2 separate regions of the Mus musculus genome follow, and region 1 is linked to region 2. A link is a contact called in public HiChIP or PLAC-seq data. All regions are on one chromosome and are shown on one strand. Each heading gives the region's core, a stretch centred on a gene start, on an enhancer-like site or on the middle of the called end of the contact. The rest is flanking DNA. Distances are from core to core; before and after follow the strand shown. Region 1 holds the start of Fan1 (FANCD2/FANCI-associated nuclease 1). Region 2 overlaps Mtmr10 (myotubularin related protein 10).

Region 1 (3,086 bases), core at 118-2,617, 47 kb after region 2:
TTACTGACGAGAGTTGAATCTGAGGACAGTAATATGGAAGCATGCTCTGCAGATGCAGGGGTGAGGGCTGGCTCCCCGCAGGAAGCTTTCTGGCTTTCATCTCCCGTTATTTTATTGTTCTTTACCTTCTGTTCTGAAGCATTCTCTTCTTTTAGAGGTGCACATGAATAAATGTTTTCCTTTTGGGAACTGTTCAAAACCTCATCTTTGTCTTCCATCTCTGGACAGTTATCAGTCAGGCTGGTGCCAGGTGTGGACGGAGAAGTCTGTGGGCACTGACTGGCTAGTCCCTCATTCTTAGCGAGTGATTTTTTAGCGTTTAAGTATCGTCTGGACAATTTCGATGTCAGACTTCCCAAAGGCATAATTTCTACACTCTGATTTGGAAGCTCATTTTGATCTTTGGACACTAAGGCATCTTTAAAGTAGGGACTGGTCTGCTGTTGTATGCCCAGTTTTGAACCACATTGGACAGAAATTAAACTTCTCTTTGGTGGTGATAATTTCTGAGGTGTCACATTCTCTAAAGGACCACTGGGTAAATCTGATGTAGGCACAGTTGGACTCATTAATCCAGCCTGAGCAGGCTCTACTTGAACGTCATCACCAACACCGTTGTTAGCACAAGACTCATCAAGGTGCCGAATGAGGTCATACCTGGGCACCATTTTATGACAAGTTGAACATGCAAGTTTAGCAGGTGGTGCACTGTTAAAATACGAAGTAATCGAATGACACTGGCTTTTTGCAGTTTTGCTGGTAGATAAGCTTCTACGGGGTCTTTTTTGATCAGGTGATTTCCTTTGTGACGGCATGACTATTAGAGAAAGTGGGCGACCCAAGAAGAAAATCAGGTCATCTCAGGTAAGGACCGAAATGTTTTACTTTCATTCACTTGGCTTGAATTAGTAAAAACAACAACAAAAAAAAAGGGTCCCTGCTACCTCCTCATCAGTTAATACAGCGGCCACCCCAGGTGAAGGACCCTAAAGGGTTACTTTTACTCTCGCCGTGAACTAATACAAAGTGAAATAGCATTTGATGTCGTTATTCGTTCAACTTCTTCCTACAAAATAAAATACATGAGTTAAAAATATTTTTATACATTTACGGGGTCGGCCGACAACTGAAACGTAGAATGGCAACTTCTGGAACGAGAACCCTGAAGTGGATACAGATCGGAGCGGACCTGCAGCTCCGCGCATGCTCTGTGTCCCTCGCTTCGGAAGGACCAAGCTGCACTTACTTTCAGGGCCTTTCTAAGAACCGTTTGTCTTAAAAAGAGGACGCTGACTCGCTCAGACTCCCCTGAACTCACTGCAGCGGAACAGGCTGAGTCGCTCTCAAAGGGCCACAAGGCGGGCAGTCGCTCTGCGCAGCCCGGACCAGCCAGAGCAAGGCGCTACAGGCATCCCCAGCCGATCCCCGCGTCTTCGCTCCAAGGCTCAGCTAGTGGAGGACAGAGTGATCGAGCAGAAGGCGGACCAAAAGAGAAATGGAGTGTGTAGACTGAGGAAACTGTGACATGATTGTACTCTACTACCTCAAGAGCTTTACACTAAGGTAGCAGAACATTAACCGTTGTGGTGGTAATCCCTTTTTGTTTTGTTTTTTGAGTAAAGGTTTCTCTGTAGACCTACAGACTCACTCTGTAGACCAGGATCACCTCTAACTCAGAGATCATCCTGCCTGTGCCTCCAGAGTCCTGGGATTAAAGCCATGCCGTCATCTCACCCAGCATTCCTAACACAACTAAAAATTAATGAAACGCTATGATACGCTAATCATGATAAATATTTTATGATTAGTTTGACTTGACATGAAAGAAGGACCAGAGAAAGTTAGATGAACAGAGAGAAAATAAATAGAAAAACCAAATAAATCAGGTCAATAATGACAGGAAATGGTCATGATTAATATACTTTAAAGGTAAAACTAGTCCGATTAGACTTAAAATGTAGTTCCTAACTATGTGCACATACAAGAGCCTGGTATAGCAAATTGTTAAAATTTCCACAAAAATACAAACTATGTAATAGTTAAATCACTGCTAAAACTAACACCTTAAAGTGTGGGGAGATGAGATAATTACTCAAAAGTATTTATTCAGAGGAAAAAGATAAATCCTATTTTGAATAAAATTTAGGATGTTTTTGGGCGTGGTGATACACACCTTTAATGCCAGCACTTGGGAGGCAGGAGCAGGCGGATCTGAGATGGAGGGCAGCCTGGTCTACAAGGCTTCTTGTGGCTGCATAGTGTGACTCTGTCTCAGAAACAAACACCAACTTGGGGAGATTTTTAAATGTCCTATTAGTGGGGCCATAGTCAGAGAATGGCCCCCAAACTCATGTGTTAAAATATAATGGCTGGGACTGAAGAGATGGCTCAGCGGTTAAGAGCACTGACTGCTCTTCTGAAGGTCCTGAGTTCAAATCCCAGCAACCACATGGTGGCTCACAACCATCTGTTAGGAGATCTGACGCCCTCTTCTGGGGGTGTCTGCAGACAGCTACAGTGTACTTACATGTAACAGTAAATACATCTTTGGGCCGGAGCAAATGGGACTGAAGAAAGAAGAAAACGTAATGGACAAAGGGGAAAATGTTGGCGTATTTGTTGTATTACATCATTAGGTTCTCATATCTTTACCTCAGTTCCATCTCTTATTCCACCCTTCTCCCTTCCACCTCCCTAACGCTAGGTAGGAAAGAATATTAGAGGGGAAAGGAGGCATAGACTTCTATAGGCTACTTTCTGTTGCTGAGGGTCGTCCATCCTTCTTCATCAGAGTATCCAGCAGTCCAGCAAACCAGCAATTCAGCAATAGCAGATGCAACAGCAGCAGAGGCAGGAGCATGGGGAGCAGCAGCTACCACAGGCTCTCTCCGGGCTCTGGCATTTAGACCCTCTCCAGAGTCCCAGAAGTAAACTATCTGCAACTGGTAAAATCCCCCTAACCCCAACAGAAGACAGTAATATTTCACAGCTGTATATAATCTGAAGCAGCCCCGTATCCCACACCTGGGATTAAAACAAAAACATATTCATATAACCTAACTGGATTTTTAAAGAAACCAAAACTA
Region 2 (3,042 bases), core at 371-2,870:
TAGATATAGAAGGTTCATTGCCACCCTTGGCTTTATTGCAAATCTGAGGCCTGTATGGATTACACTGACACCTTGTCTCAAAAAACAAAGATCTGTGGAGAAACGGAAACTAGCTGTAAAGGGCAGGAAGGAAGTGCTTACTACCTTTTCACGTGATGGAGACAGTTCCGCGCCATCATTCACTTCTGAGTCATTGGCACGTGAAGGACGTTCTCTCTGGAGAGACAGTGTGTGGGTTGTCTTCTTTTGTTTGTTTGTTTCTCTGTATAACCCTGGCTGTCCTGGAACCGCTTTGTAGAACAGACTGGCCTCAAACTCATAGGAATCCACCTGCCTCTGCCTCTTGAGAGCTGGGATTAAAGACATGCACCCCCACTGCCCAGTAGAAGACGGTGTTTTATTTACTATCCTTGACAAAACAAGAGCAGAATGCATCCTAGAAATACATTCTACCCTAAACTATGAGAAGTAAAAGATGTGAGCACTGCTCTGCCTGCCGTTGGACCCTTTCCCTCCTACTGGGTGGCCTCGTCCAGCCTTCGTGTGAGGAGAGATGCCTCATCTTCTTGCAACTTGATATGAAATGTTTGGTGGATATCCCTGGGAGGCATGCTCTTTTCTAAAGGAAAGGAAGAGTGGATGAACGAAGGAGGGGTGGCCAGGACAGGAGAACGGAGGGAAAACTGGTTGGGATATATTACATGAGAGAAGAATAAACAAGAAAAAATGTGTGCAGTGAACTGCTGTTATCTGCCAATAGTGACATATGAGAGTGCATTTGCTACTGAGCCCCACGGTCAGTGCATCAGGGTGGAATGGCATCTTCAGTGTGGTGGAGTGAATTAGCATAAATATTGTGTTTAGTTTTTACTTACTGATGACTTGCTCTGATACTTCTCTTGGTTCATATAGATTTCCAATAAATATAGAACATGACTTGTAAAAAATAAGTTTATTATATTTGAGAGCTGCTGGAATCCACTAAATTTTCTTACATAGACTATTTTGAAGGCAATTTAAAGTATAGAATGTTGAATTACCTAACTTACATTCAGGATTTCTCTTGGTCTTCATTTTCTTTCCATTTTATTGACAGAGGAGGAAGGCAGAGACTTGAGTTGTCTGGTGGCTTCTCTCATTCAAGTGATGATGGATCCATACTTCAGGACAATTACTGGATTTCAGAGTCTGATACAGAAGGAGTGGGTCATGGCGGGCTATCAGTTCCTAGACAGATGCAACCACTTGAAGAGGTCAGAGAAAGAGGTAACTAGTCCTGTTGCTTTCCTAGCACTTTTCAAAAGTTTGTTTATTTGTGTGTGTGTGTATGTGTGATGATTAGTGTTATGAAATATAGTGTGGCAAGGAGATATGTTGGGCCCATGCTAAGGTATGCCCTGAGGAATTACACTATTGGGAGAAGGAAGGGGGAGTGAGGACCTAGAGAAGGGGTAGAGGCAGACAGATGAGAGCAGAGCCATAAGGGTAGAGAAGAGGATGGGGCACAGAGGACAGAAAGAGGGGAGGGGAGAGAGAAAAACTGGGTACAGAGAGATTGGGGGCTGGAGTGCCTGGCAATCCCTTTATGGGAAGCCTGCCACCTGGTGGTGGTGGTTGGTGTTGTAAGCCCTGGGAGGAGCCTAGTGGAAGCACCTATAATCTGACAATTAGGGCATGCCAGGACATGCCTGTAGAGGTCGGAGGACAACTTTAAGAACTCAGTTCTCATTCTTCATGAGATTTTTGGGGTCAAAATCAAGTCTTCATGTTCATGTGGTAAGTGCAGTTACACTGAGCCATTTCATAGACCCCCAAACTAGCACCTTTCAAATATGTATGAGATAAATTTTTACCATTGTGAAAATGACAAGGGCCTCTTTAATTTTTCAGTATTGATTTAACACATTGTAGCTTTATTAAAGCCTAACTAATAGATTAGAATCCACATTGATGTAGAAGATTACCGTAGATACAAAGATGACCCCCTATCCTCTGCATCTTAGAGAATAGAGCCAACAACTTCTCTTCAAGCCAGTTGCCTGTAGGGTGTGTTGCAGTTTGTTCCCTCATCCCTGCACCTTAAACACATGGTCGAGTGGCTACCAAGCTGCACTGCAGCCCAGTTGTCAGAAAGTCAAACCTAGTGTGTCTGCACCATGGTGAGTATTTCAGCTGAAAGAACACATGGCCAGTGTCCCACTCAGTCCTATGTAGAAGCACAGGAAACAGGAGAAAGCAGAGCAGCAGGGCCATCCACTGTGTAAGTCCACAGTAACTGAGCGGATGATAATGACTTCAAAAGAATGATTATACGGATGATCAGTGGAATCAAGGAGAGGGTTGAAGACCAGAATGTATTGGAAGAGAGTACAGATGAACAGCTAGATGTAACAACAGCAACAAAGACAACTCAGGATGTGAAAGAGGAATTCAAGTGTCTCCAAAAATATTGAATTTTAGAAAAATGAAACAATAAATTGAATAAACTTTGTTGGAAGCCTCGCCAATATCAAGCATCAAGTGAAAACAGATTACCAGGATGTGAAATTGTAATAGAGGAATGAACTGAAACATTCAAACAGTAAGTTTTTAAAAGCAGGCATAGTACATGCAGTATTTTTGGAATATAATTTAAAACAACCAAACAGTTTAAAAGCTGGACATGGTGGTGCATGCCATAGAGACAGAGGCAGATATCTCTGAGTTCAAGGCCAGCCTGGTCTACAGAGTGAGTTCCAGAATAGCCAGGGCTACACAGAGAAACCCTGTCTTGAAACCCCAGTCTTAAAAGACCAACTAACCAACCAAACAAACAAAACAACTTAAGAGTCATGGACATAGAAGAATGAAAAGAGATATGAGCCAGAGACTACTGAGTAAAATAATAGCAGAAAACCTCCCAAGTTGGGAGATGGACATCCAGATACTGGGGATTTTAGAATCTCAAGCACTTATGACTAAAAAAGTATCCCCAGCTATCACAATACAGCTTTAAAGTGTGTGTGTGTGTGTGTGTGTGTGTGTGTGTGTGTGTGTGTGTGC

The links. HiChIP or PLAC-seq counts read pairs in DNA pulled down with a chosen protein or histone mark.
Region 1: an H3K27ac HiChIP or PLAC-seq map of embryonic stem cells shows a contact between it and region 2, with 5 read pairs. The contact joins the promoter of Fan1 here to the enhancer-like site in region 2. A contact is called at or near these places in 3 of 39 promoter capture datasets (the 3T3-L1 cell line, liver and trophoblast stem cells), 1 of 15 datasets of contacts at CTCF or cohesin (the NIH/3T3 cell line), 5 of 484 Hi-C or Micro-C datasets (cortical glia, liver, nephron progenitors and 2 more), 5 of 115 datasets of contacts at active chromatin or transcription factors (the NIH/3T3 cell line, embryonic stem cells, extraembryonic endoderm stem cells and 1 more) and 3 of 9 other capture datasets (adipose tissue, liver and pancreatic islet).

What each region holds. Positions count from the first base shown.
Region 1 is chr7:64,372,689-64,375,774 of GRCm38.p6, forward strand. It overlaps Fan1 (FANCD2/FANCI-associated nuclease 1), which reads right to left and starts at 1,368. Exons shown (of 14, transcript NM_177893.4): 1 at 1,247-1,368; 2 at 1-1,066. The coding sequence starts at 815.
Region 2 is chr7:64,325,556-64,328,597 of GRCm38.p6, forward strand. Mtmr10 (myotubularin related protein 10) reads left to right here. Exons shown (of 16, transcript NM_172742.2): 13 at 1,097-1,266. Among named protein-coding and RNA genes, the nearest start is that of Mtmr10, 39 kb to the left of the region's middle. Within about 2 kb of position 1,621, at least 66 of the 459 cell types and tissues checked have an H3K27ac peak or open chromatin away from gene starts, as enhancers often do. A contact at or near this core is called in the NIH/3T3 cell line, embryonic stem cells and trophoblast stem cells, where this site is marked.